Regions from separate parts of the Cricetulus griseus genome. Here region 2 is linked to region 1. Evidence: chromatin contacts called from public Micro-C data. All regions are on one chromosome and are shown on one strand. The core of a region is the stretch at or near the end of the contact, and the rest is flanking DNA. Distances in the headings are between cores, read along the strand shown. Region 1 has its middle 66 kb from the start of Mir181b. Region 2 overlaps LOC118238890 (a long non-coding RNA gene).

Region 1 (6,181 bases), core at 3,395-5,894:
TGGACATGACTTCATATTTTCTTGCTCCTTTTTCCTGATTTACTGACGTTTTCTGTCAAGATTTGTCTTTCTCTTTCCTATACCACTTCTGCTGTCTTACTCTTGATGCACTCCTTCACCTCTCATTTCTGTCCCCCAACTTTAGTTTCAGAATCTCCACCATAGATGAATATTTGAAATGACCTGGAAGTGCTTGACTCTCGGATAAACTGTAGGTGAGTCGGAGACACAAAGTGAGATTTCAATTAAGGAAAACCTCCTGCCTACGAAGGAAAAGTCCAAGGAGGAGGTGAGCAGGGACTGAAACGATTCTTACAAGTGATAGCATCTTTGCTGAGACTTAAAAGACCAAGAGAATTTAGAGGGCCCAACTCCAAGGTCATGGCCTTCCAAGTAGGAGGCTCATACTATCAGGAGTTCTAAGAACATAAAAGCAGAAATGCTACTTATTGTGTAAACAGTGCAGTGGGTACACAAAGCCGATGTGGTAAGAAGTGTCTGTTAGCAAAGTGGAGGCCTTCATGACCTTTCCTTGTGAGTCACTGGATATTGGCAGAAGACATAGAGGAGACATATCAACAGCCATAGGTGTTATATGCCATAGGTTAAAGCAACTGAGTTCAGGGAACATGAAATAGTACTGATGCAGGTCAGAAGTAAATTAGAACTTGTTCTGGGGCTGAGACAGCAAGAATCAAAAGCTGAAAATCTTCTAGAACCTTTGTGAAAGGAAGATGAACCAGTCCCAGTGGACATGGCAGTGGGGAGGGAGCATTAAAGATGAAAGCAATGCCTCAATCTAATAACACCAAGCAAGGACTTGCAATCTCCATTTCCCAAGACAACATTAGAGTACCAACCAATGAAGTAAGTGTGAGTTTAAGCCTTCAAGGATATAACTGATGAAAACATTTTGAATTGGGGACTATTGTGTAAAAGGGACAGCTGTGTTGTGAGTGTTCAGGGAATCAGCACAAGAGATCGAGCACTGAGAGAGATGGTATTTAAGACAGAATTAGAAAGCACAGTCTATGAGGGAGCAGAGAAAATGGCAAGATGCAGGAAAAACTCAAGTTCAGACACGTGGTGTAGAGGAAGCTGAAGTGGAATTCATTTTATTCCTAGAGGCCATCACAACTGAAGTCACCACTGTCCCTGGCAAATCATTGGCCTTCTCTATGTCCGAAGTGCATAGAAGAATCATTGCCAAGCCAAGGCACTGAGGGGATGGCAGGCAGCTCAGACTAGTGATAGACTGGCATCGAGAATCTGTACTTTTGGTGTCATATGCTGCAGACGTCTGGCATTAATGACTTTGAAAACCCAGCAATTATCGTGAAACTTGGGAAAATCAGTCACAGCAAAAGGTTCAGAGTTATAGCATAGGTTTCAAAGACCTGATGAGCAAGTAATGCTTGAAGAAATATAGACAGCAGATTTACAACATCACTTGAGGGGAAATGACAATAATTTGGAGTTGACAATGGTCGTGCTTTAAAGGAACAAGAAGGTGGATGTAATGATGACAACAGTGAATTTAGAAGGAGAAAATAGTCCATGGATTTCTGAAAGGTCAAGAAAGGAGATGGAGTGGAAGCCGCCACAGCTAATAGCTTTGAGCAGTGGATTAGCAGCTGTGGAATAAAAACATGATCAAAAAGAACACACATGCATCCCAGGAGGCTGGAATGATGCCTCATGTTCAGGGTAAGGTGGTTTGCATAGGAATGTCCCTCAAAATCTCCAGCATTTGAATACCTGGTCCCTAATTGGTGATAATATTTGGGGAGGTTGAGGACTGATGGCTTTGCTGGAGGGAGAGTGTCATCAGAGGTGGCTTTTGAGTGTTGAAGGCCTTGGCCTACTTGCATTTCTGGATGTGAACTCTTGGCTTTCTGCTCCAGCCACCAAACCTGCTTCCTGCTGGCATGCCAGGTCTTCTCTCTGGAACTGTTAGCCCAATTACACTCTCTTACATAAGGCTCCTTGGCCATAGGGTATTATCACAGCAGCAAAAGTAAGTAATAAGTGGGGGGAAGGGGGGAAACGGTCCCTGAGGAATTACAATGTGAGGGATTTAGAGATAAGAAAAGGCCTGCCGTGGACATACACTGAAGCAGGGGGAAGAATCTTCTACGAGGTGAATGAAGACCTGAGTATCACCAAGGGTGGCAAACAGACTTGCAATATATAATCCAAACCTATTCACTGTTCTCCTTTCTGCCACCTATGAGTGAATGAGTCTGGATCACTGTTGCTGTCATTGTCACAGCCTTGTGTAATTTCAGATTATCTTATTATATGTTAAGATAATCTGAAATTAAGATTATAATACATATAATGTATATAATGATTGCATACAATACTAATAATGAGTAGTTTGGGAGCTGCTTTTATTTTCTGTCTTACTACTTAGAAAATATTTTAAGAGTCAGAAATAGAAATCAAAACTGCCTCTTTATTTATGTGAAATTATAGTGTACACTTTCAAAAGGAACATTTCCCCTTCGCTCTAAAGGCAGACATAAATGTTGAGGCATAAAAAGAAATGACCTCACATGGAAGCTGAACCTTCAGGCTAACAAATGCAACTCTATCTTTAGTACTATCTCATGTATTTATATAAAACAGAGGAGCATTTTAGGCCAATTAGTGGCTTGAAAACCATATACTTTTTCCAGGAGGGTTTAATCCTGACGAACTTGAGATGTTAACACAGAAAAGCATTGGCAGGAGATCACGCGGTTGGCTTGACTCAAGGCAACAAAGCTTTAGCATAAATTAGTTTTTACTTGTTAAAAGAAAAAACAAATCCTGTTTGTTTTTGTAATACAGTTTGTTGGTTCTTTTAATTTGGGGGAAATTCTGGGGAATTCCAGTTCTCAGAGAAGTGAGGAGCCAAGCCTAGGTTGAGCCAGTCCCAAGCTCCCTGGTCCTGTGTAAACACCCAGGAGCCCTCTTCAGTGTGCCTGGTCTAAGGCAGCAGGGTGGACCTGTTATGCCTGGACCTCAGTTAAAGCAAGAGTGCCAGGCTGGGGCTGGCTGCTGTGCAATCCACAGAAGATTATTCAAACCCCCAAAAGGGATCCCAGCTTCCCACCCTGACTTGTAAGCAGTGCCTATGAACAAACAAGAGTGAGAGAGAGAGCTGCTGCTGTGTCAGTGGGATTTGGAGACTGTCTCCTCCTTCCTGTTAGCTCTGCAGATGTGAAAAGTGAAGATTGGACATAAAATTTGGCTTTGTCAAAGCAGATTAGTGTAATACCTGACAGACACAATCCTCCAATCCAAGGCCCTTTGCTATGAGTGTAATCTGTGGCCTACTTTGGTTGCCGCACTGAGAGGAGGCCCACAGTAAATGAGGATTTTGTTGTTATTGTTCCCTAGCTTCAGTCTTACAAAGGTGAAAAACATGAAGATAAAATGAAATTACAGAACAGCTAGTGGTCAAACCTGTCAAGTTCATAATTTCTGAGATCATTCTGTGATTTCTTCAGCAGCACAAACCAAAGGCTTAGCTAGAGTGGAGCCTGGTGTACCTGAGAGCCTCTGTGTGTCTGCTGTGCTTGCTTCTGTGTACAAAGCACTTCCATGAGTTGGTAAAATACCCAGACCTGGGTGGTACAAGGGTTTCCTTAAGATACATCAGCTCAGAATTCATTTATGATATTCACAAAAACTCTTAGTTTTAAAAAGTATTTTGTTTTTATTTATCCATGTATGCATGTGTGCCTCTCTCTCTCTCTCTCTCTCTCTCTCTCTCTCTCTCTCTCTCTCCCTCTCCTTCCCTCTCTCTCTCTCTCTCTCTCTCTCTCTCTCTGTGTGTGTGTGTGTGTGTGTGTGTGTGTGTGTGTGCACCTACCCTCTGAATTCAGAAGAGGGCATCAGAGTCACAGCTAGGTGTAAGCAACCTGAACTGAGTGCTGGAAACTGAACACTCTTAATCCACTAAGTCATCTTCCTAGCCCAAACTCACACATTCTTTAATGTAATTAATATTCATGAAAGCATCATGAAGCACTGTGGTAAAAAGTGCTAATCCCCCATTTCTATTTTAGTCTTCTACAGTAACAGAATCCTAGATATTTTTAGGAACACCGCTGACCCAGCCTTTTTTGTGGCCAAATGTAGACATATTTTAAGTTCTGGCCATGTTGTAAGAACAAAGGTAAGAAGTATAATGTCTATGTCACCCCATGAAAAGGAGAGAGCAATTTCTCCTGTTTCTACTTCTCTCTCACTGTCTGAAACTGTGCTGGCATAGAGAACACTGATTGTAGTTGATTCAGACATATAAGTGAGTAACAATGGCAAAGATGAGGGTTATCAATGTAAATGTTTGTGAGACCTGGGGCACATTATGGCAGAGTTCTAAATTTCCCTCCACAACTTAAAGGTAAGGTACTACAACATGCCATGAGAGATGTAATAAATATTGGAGGGGCTGTATTCAAAGGTCTGATCACCAGTGACCTCACTATTCATAGCAAGCAGTGCCCTTTTTTTTTCCAAACTGCCGAACACAAAAGACCAGAAAACAGAGGCTGAGGGAGTGGCCAGCAGATGCAGTGGCCAGTGTCAGCAGGCTCATCTTCTTCATGAGGCCACCTTGGGGGATTCCTTGTGAATAAGACAGGCCTCTGTGGTTAGTGTTGGAACTCTTTGTCCTGAGTTAACAGTAACAGGAAGAGTGACTCAATATCCTGCCTCGAAGGATGGAGAAGCTGAGTCTGCTTTGAAACTTCCTCTCTGAAATGGGGATTGGTCTGGGAACCAGACAGTGAGAACTAAGACTGTGCCATGCACCAAGATCAAAGAGACTAGCCAAGGCCAGGTGTATGGGAAAGGAGACAAAGACAGCAGGTGGGCTGGGCTTTGACAACATGAGTTCTTAGTAGACTTGTGGTTGAGCTGAGCTAATCGGTAAAGCACTTAAGCCCAAAGCCCTAGCCTAGTACTACACCCCTCTTATTAGCAACCAAGTCTACATGTTATTTCAGGGGTACAAGACAACTATCTGTAGGCATCATCCGTAGATTCTTATTGTGATCAATCATTCTTTTTATTGTTGTTGTTGGTGGTGGTGGTGGTGGTGTGTGTGTGTGTGTGTGTGTGTGTGTGTGTGTGTGTGTTTGTGTGTGCATATTCTCTGTGCAAGTGCATTTATACCTATGTTCATGTGCTTGTGAAAGTCATAAAAATATTTCCTGTGTTATTCTTCATGTATTTCCTAATTTTGTTTTTGAAAAGATCTCTCTTGTTACCCAGTAAATTAGGCAGCTGGGATCTCTGCCTCTTGCTGCCTCCCATCTCACCATGGCTAGGATGTCACCCCTCCTTCCTTTTTATGTGGATCCCACAGATCCATATGCTCATTCTGTTTGTGCAGCAAGCGTTCTTCCTGACCACTGGAGTCCAGTCAGTCATTTTTGTAATAGATTTCATACATTGTCCCAGGCAGGTTTTATTCCAGCCCTGAGAGGTGACAAATTTCTAGGTTACATAAGAGAACTGAGGGTGGGGAGGTCATAAACTGGGTCAGACACGATGGCTCACAATCCCAGCACTTTGGAGACAGAGGCAGGTATTCACTCTGAGTTCCAGGCCAGTCACAGTAATATAGTGAAACATTGTCTAATAAGAAAAAAAAAATCAGAAAACAGGTCCACAACTCAACAGCTAGACTACCTTTGGGCTTAGCCTTAGATAAGAAAGTGTGAAATGGCAAGTACTGCCCTTAGCACTCAGTAATATTATCTCAATTTTAGAGAAGAGAAAAATGGAGCTAAGAGCAGGTAAGGAACTCTTCTCAAGTCATGTAACTATGTCAACCCGACAAGTCTCAAGAAGTTAATTCCACAAGGTTGATTCAGCTCCCTTTAGAATCTGCCTTGCACAACCAGGGGATCCAGCTTCTTGGGAGCTGAAGCCTCAGGCAAGCTGGAGCGCCTGCCCACCCACTTTTCAAAGGGCCTGTCTGCACTGTAAGAACAAGTCCTCCTCTTCCAGCAGAGGATGCATTTGTTACTTGATGTTTCTTCCACACTGCAGTCATCAGCAGTCCTGTCCAACTCCCCATCCCGCCACTCCCTCCCACAGACCTAAGGTCCTGTCCATCTCCCCATCCCCCCATTCCCTCCCACAGACCCAAGGTCCTGTCCATCCCCCCATCCCCCCATTC
Region 2 (5,896 bases), core at 3,042-5,541, 130 kb before region 1:
ACTATGTGACTGGATTTGAGACACAAATGGAGAAAAAGTCTAAATATATGCTATGCCTTAGCTATCAAGTTTTGATATGTAACTTAAGAATAATATTGAATGGTGGGGTGTTTACCAGCTTAGACATGCCTGGCATTGAAGATACAATTTTGTAAGCTCTGAAATTCATTCTCTGAAGTTCTAATTTAGGAAGAGATTTTCAAAGCACATGTATTCGAAGAGTTCCACTAATGTATTAGCAATCAATGGATTTGTTTGCCAATATATTATGTGATTGTTTAAAAGCAAGAGAATAAAAAATAGTTACTTCAATTGGTTATTGTTCAGAAAAGTTTATAGTTGAATTGACACATTTTGTTCTTAGAAAAAGCAATTTAGACAAGTTGAGTGATATTTCTGTGGTGTAACGCTCCACTGTAAACCAATAAATAGCTTTTTTGGAGGCATGACTTTCTAGCTTTATGTAAACAATCCCAACACAAACTGGACTTCTGGCCTGATGAAAACTAATTTAATTTCTTTATCAAAGAGAGCAAGTGAATAAATAGTTTTATTTAGAGTCCACCTACTTTCTGAAAGCCAGGCCTGCCATGGCCCTCTGGGGATCCAGGTTACTAGAAAGGCATCTTTCAAAGACAAGAAGATAATAGACTTGATTGAAATAGTTGGACTACGTAAGACCAATTCAAGAACAAATGGTTTTTCAGAGCATAGCGAAGAAAGAACAATTTCCTATAGTTTATTCTCCTTTCACAATGGTAATGATTTATTGGAAATGGCAGGGCGAACAGTAGATAGATGTACCCAAACAGAAAATAACCAGAGGTATTTTATGTCAGGGATGCATCAAAATTCTTGGTTTATAGAGATGATTCTCCCTCCAAGTTTCTTGTTGTAGATTTTGTTGACTATGATCCTCAGGGTTAGGAACAGTGTACACATTATATTTAACATGTACATTAAAATACAGTCTTGTGACCTCAATTTGTGTTTGTTATTATATTATGTGAGTGTTTGAAATGTTGTAAACTATGATATATTCTAATATAATGAAATTTGGATAACAACAACAACTAGCTCTGATTCTTCTAAGTGAGAATCATGCTCAAATATTGAACAAATGAGTTTATTGATGAAATAATTATTATGGGTACTTCACGGTGGGGGGGGGAAATCAACCCCAAACTCCAGTCCTAACTGAATGAACAGAACAAAAATTACTACAAAACCAAACAGTTTTTGAGTACTTGGATGATTTCTAAAAGTAGACTCAGCTGTCATAATCTCTCTTCATGAAGAGAGAGATTGTGTTTTTCAGCTTAGCCTGTAGGCTGAAGGTCTGATATTATTGTGCACAGATGCCCAGGCGCTGTTCAGAGAGCACACAGGAAACTCTGGCTGCAATAAGCAAAGAAGGGAAGCTGGTTTGGCGGCTTTATGCTGCAAATTTTATTCCTCCAATCTGGATGCATGCTACACTCAAAATTAATTTGAGTGAAGACTATCAAAGTTATTTTTGTAGCTTACAAAAGAGCCACTGTTTTGTTAGATGCCCCGTGAAGGAAGAGAGTTTGAAAAGTGATTGACTGACCCTCTGCGTGCAACCCACTCAGGCTCAGTGAGACACTGGGGTCAGACGGGTTCATGAAGCACAGATAGGAAATGAACCAAATGCATATTTGGAGGTTTAAAAAAACATTTAGGACCATTTTTGTTAAACCATACACGGATTTGGGGTTGATTTTTTGGCACATCTTTTAAAATACCAATCCTTAGTTCAGCTGAAACAACTTCTTATACGTATAGCTGAGGCCAGATGGCCGCATGCTCCTTTCTTATTTAGATGAGACTCTCCCTTTCAATAACATCTTTCTTTCCTGACCTGCTTAAAAATTCCAGCGAATGAAATCAGCAGAGGATTTTCAATTCTAATTGACCATGTGCAGAGGAAGGGCCAGGACAGAAATCAGTGGAGGCATTGTGAGCCTCAGTTCTGTCTTTGTATTTTACCCTTACTAGGCAATCTGAACTAACTGCAAATACTTACAATTTTTAACATTAAGAGAGCTGCAATACTATTCCTCAGTGAGAATTATTTGATTGATCTAACTCTCTCGTTACATCTTAAAAAAATCAGAAAGTTATCATGTACTTACACAGCTTGGTTTTCTTGGGTTAAAAAGTACATTAAAATATTAGCAATGATAGTTGAACTGAGATGAAAGAATGAAATACCATATTTATTTTTCTCATCACTTATATGAATCATTATTAGAATATATGCATGTATTTTCAATTTTCCATCAATCATCAAGAGTTTTGACTTATTGTGTATGTGAAAAAATAAAGAAAAATATTTTCCTAGAAGTTTATTCATACCTTTACTAGCAAATGTATTAGAAATAGAGGATGAGATGTATATGTATATATGTATTCAACGTAGTGTGGTGAATTCTGTATTATATATGTACATATATAGTTCAGTTAGTTATATATTCTTTGAAGGTGGATGTCTATTTTGGTAGGCATCCATTTTTTGTCGTTGGCAAGTTCTTTCTAGGGGTGTGGTGGTGCTGAGGCTTGAACCCAAAGTCCAATATGTGCTAAGCACCCATTCTACCACTGAGATATATTTCAAGCCCTGTTTTGGATAAAGTCTTGATTCAAATTATTACATTAATATTTATTTTTTTCAGTTAAAAATACTCAGATCTAAAAATCTATTTCTGGAATGGCAAACCTGTGATATCCTGACATTGTTTTGACATACAAGCTTAGAAAAAAAGTTGACGTCAAGGTGCACATTTAAAAAACAGGTAGAAATTAAGAAATCAAGACCAATTATCAATTTCACTGAAAAATCCTGAGGAGGGCTTACAGCAGACCAGTCCTTGGTTTCATGATTATACTCACTGTTTTGGGGGAGTCACCTGTCTGAGACAAGCATCCCAACTGTCCCACAAGAAATGCTTTATTACAGGCCACACTCCTGCCATGTTTGAAAATATGTCTTGGGAATGGAAACACTCGTTAGATTTAAAAAAAAAAATGGTTTTTTTTTGCGTCAAAACTATACAAAATTTGAAGTAGACTATCCTGGAATTTATAATTCTGAAGGTTGTTCTCTAATCACTAATGTATGAAGTCAATCTTTACAAACCTTGAGAAGATTAAAGTTCTGAGATCTTATAGATATCTTTCTATTATTGGCATTGTGTCCTAAAGCATTTGCTTTGATTGCTGTTCTCCTATCAAATTACCTTTTTGTTAATGATTTAGAATTGGAAAAGCCAAAGCTGGGCAGTAGTGCCACCCTTCTTTAATCCCAGTACTCTGGAGGCAGAGGCACTCAGATTTCTGTGAGTTCGAGGCCAGCCTGGTCTACAGAGTGAGTTCCAGGACAGGCTGTAAAGCCACACAGAGAAACCTTGTCTCGAAAAGCCAAAAAAAAAAAAAAAAAAAAAAAAAAAAAAAAAAAAAAAGGAAAAGCCAAGTAAGTTCATAGTCGTGATTTACCCAAAGTGATTATGTATAAAGTATTAAGAGATCAAAATTATGTACTAACAACAAAATGACAGTAAAGTGGCATCTAAGGTATTAATTCATGAAGAACTAAATCTCATCCTCTCCTTCAGAACCACAGAGTTTATTTAGTCATGAATTGTAGCTGGAATATATAAGATGATGGATAATTGGATCGTCAGAATTATTAAATTGCTATTGAAATTTTGGTTCATTCCTACTAAATAATCAAAATGTACATTTAAATAAGGATGATGACTCTAGACTACTTCCATTTTCTTCTTTTCTGTAGTATGATTGGCTACATATTCTTCTTTTCTGTGGTATGATTGGCTACTATGCAAGTTTTGATTATGTGGTGTCAAGTTTGATTACAAATATTTAATACAACGTTAACTTTACATCTCATTACAATGAGTGTCAGTATTTTTAACTTATATAGGTTTGTGGTTGATACTCTTGCTCTATTTTGCTCCATGAATCCTAATTTTCATTTAGGTAAAAAAAAAAAATCCAGGAAAAATTACAGTCAGTTATGGAATCTTTGCAGCTGTGTGAAATGTCTGCCCTCACTGTAGCCCCTTTTCCTGTCTGTGAAACTGTGGGAATGACTCTGAGATAGAGATCCATGGGAAACTCAGGCCCCCCTCAGCTCTCCTTGGACACCATTTGCAGTTTTTCCTTTCTTAGGACAGTTCCCCAGCTTAAACTCTCCTCTACAGCAGTCAGCACCTCCCATCCAGTTTGACGTGAACTCAGCCATCGCTTTTCAGTGAGCTTTGGCCTCATCCTTCTTTGGGAGTTTTATGAGTCATGCACACACTAGTGCGCTCTTGTGTTGTTTTCTAATTTTATATTCTTAACTGTAAAGGAAGTGGGGCTATCTGGATAGATGTGAGGATAAATATAGGGGCTCACACAGATGTCTTTGGCATTCTGAAGGTCTGCAGTGTCGTAAATAACAAGCCACCAAATTTGCCTTTGTGGCTGTCACTCCCAGTTTCCGCAGTGAGCCCACCTCCAAGTGGAAGCGTTCTCTCATTTAATATGCTCAAGGTGGAAGCCCAGTTTATTCTTGTGTTCCTCTTGAGTAAGTTTGCTTCCTGGAGGAAAATCACTGTTTTAAAAGAATGTGTTAAAAAAAAAAAAAGCCACAAAGGTTAAAGAGAAGAACCAGAAGACAAGTGTACAAGCGTGACATTATTCCAATAAAATTATGAGAGTACAAACTGTGTCACCTAAGCTGAAGTTAGAAGAGTCTCAAAATGTGGACATTTTCAGCACTCATATGCACATATAGAAACTCATATGTAAATTTAACTTCTTTGTGATAGTAAGTGAGAAAAAGACAATTCCTTTTAAGGTTTTAAGTCTTCATTTAAGTCTGCCACAGTGGAAATATTCATGAAAGAGACACGTTTTGCTGACTGTGTAGTTGTTTGATGGTCTTGATCCATTAGTCATTTACCAGAATTTTATTGAAAACGTTTTAGGAGAAAAGCCCTCAACCAGTACTCGGTCTTAGGAAACACTTAGAGTGCCTCTCGTCCTGGAAAGAGTTATGGATGGAAGCTAACAGTGACATTCTTTAGTTAAGAAGAGGATGCAAAAGGGTTAAAGTTTAAAATCCTTTTGAAGAGGAGGCGGGTTGGATGGGTGGGGGTTTCCTCTAGGCTAAGCTGCCAGTGATTTGGTTGTATTTATGGATTATACCACATGTTGAAAAGAGGAAAATCAGATGGAAGATGACTCTGCAGGGGGCGTCTGGACTTTTCACTGATGCTAAAGTCTGTTTAGTCAATGCTTATTAAGGCCTGGTTTTGACCTTTGCCCCTTCACTTCTCCCTGTTCCAGGTGCAACATTTGTGCAAGTGCTCGGCCATTATTGGGTGCTCTGAGCAAACTTCCAGACCTGAAAGAACAGACTATGTTGAACATTCAAACACTGCAAGGTGGTTGTGATGGGTACATTTTTCAAGGCTCTGTAAAGTTAGAGCCACTTCCTTTGTAATTAATAAGCAGTGAATATGACTCTTCTTTAAGCTATAACTGAGGCTGTTAAAGTATAATTTGCACCTAAAACACCTTAATATATTAGTATTGTAATATTTTCGAGAATATCTAAAATAGACACTTCTTCCCAAACTATGTCTCTTTCTAGGGAGCATAGATATTTTATATAGGTATTTCTTTTTAAATCTTTGTACTCATGTGTATTCTAAAATGTATACTCTTATATTGCCCATTCTTAAAAGATGATTTTATTTTATAAAGCATAACTAAGAGAGAGAAAACGACGGAAGAGAATAGTATTTGGAAAATATTTTTACAATGATATCTTATAAACTGTATTTATGTGTTTATATCATGTTTG

The links. Hi-C and Micro-C count contacts between places; a contact is called where the count stands out from the background.
Region 2: a Micro-C map of the CHO-K1 cell line shows a contact between it and region 1, with 2.5 times the contacts expected there. The contact joins two enhancer-like sites. A contact is called at or near these places in 2 of 8 Hi-C or Micro-C datasets (the CHO-K1 cell line and liver).

What each region holds. Positions count from the first base shown.
Region 1 is chr5:51,275,519-51,281,699 of CriGri-PICRH-1.0, reverse strand. No RefSeq gene overlaps it. Among named protein-coding and RNA genes, the nearest start is that of Mir181b, 66 kb to the left of the region's middle. Within about 2 kb of position 4,644, at least 3 of the 6 cell types and tissues checked have open chromatin away from gene starts, as enhancers often do.
Region 2 is chr5:51,405,731-51,411,626 of CriGri-PICRH-1.0, reverse strand. All of the region lies in intron 1 of LOC118238890 (a long non-coding RNA gene), which reads left to right. Among named protein-coding and RNA genes, the nearest start is that of Mir181a, 63 kb to the right of the region's middle. Within about 2 kb of position 4,291, at least 1 of the 6 cell types and tissues checked has open chromatin away from gene starts, as enhancers often do.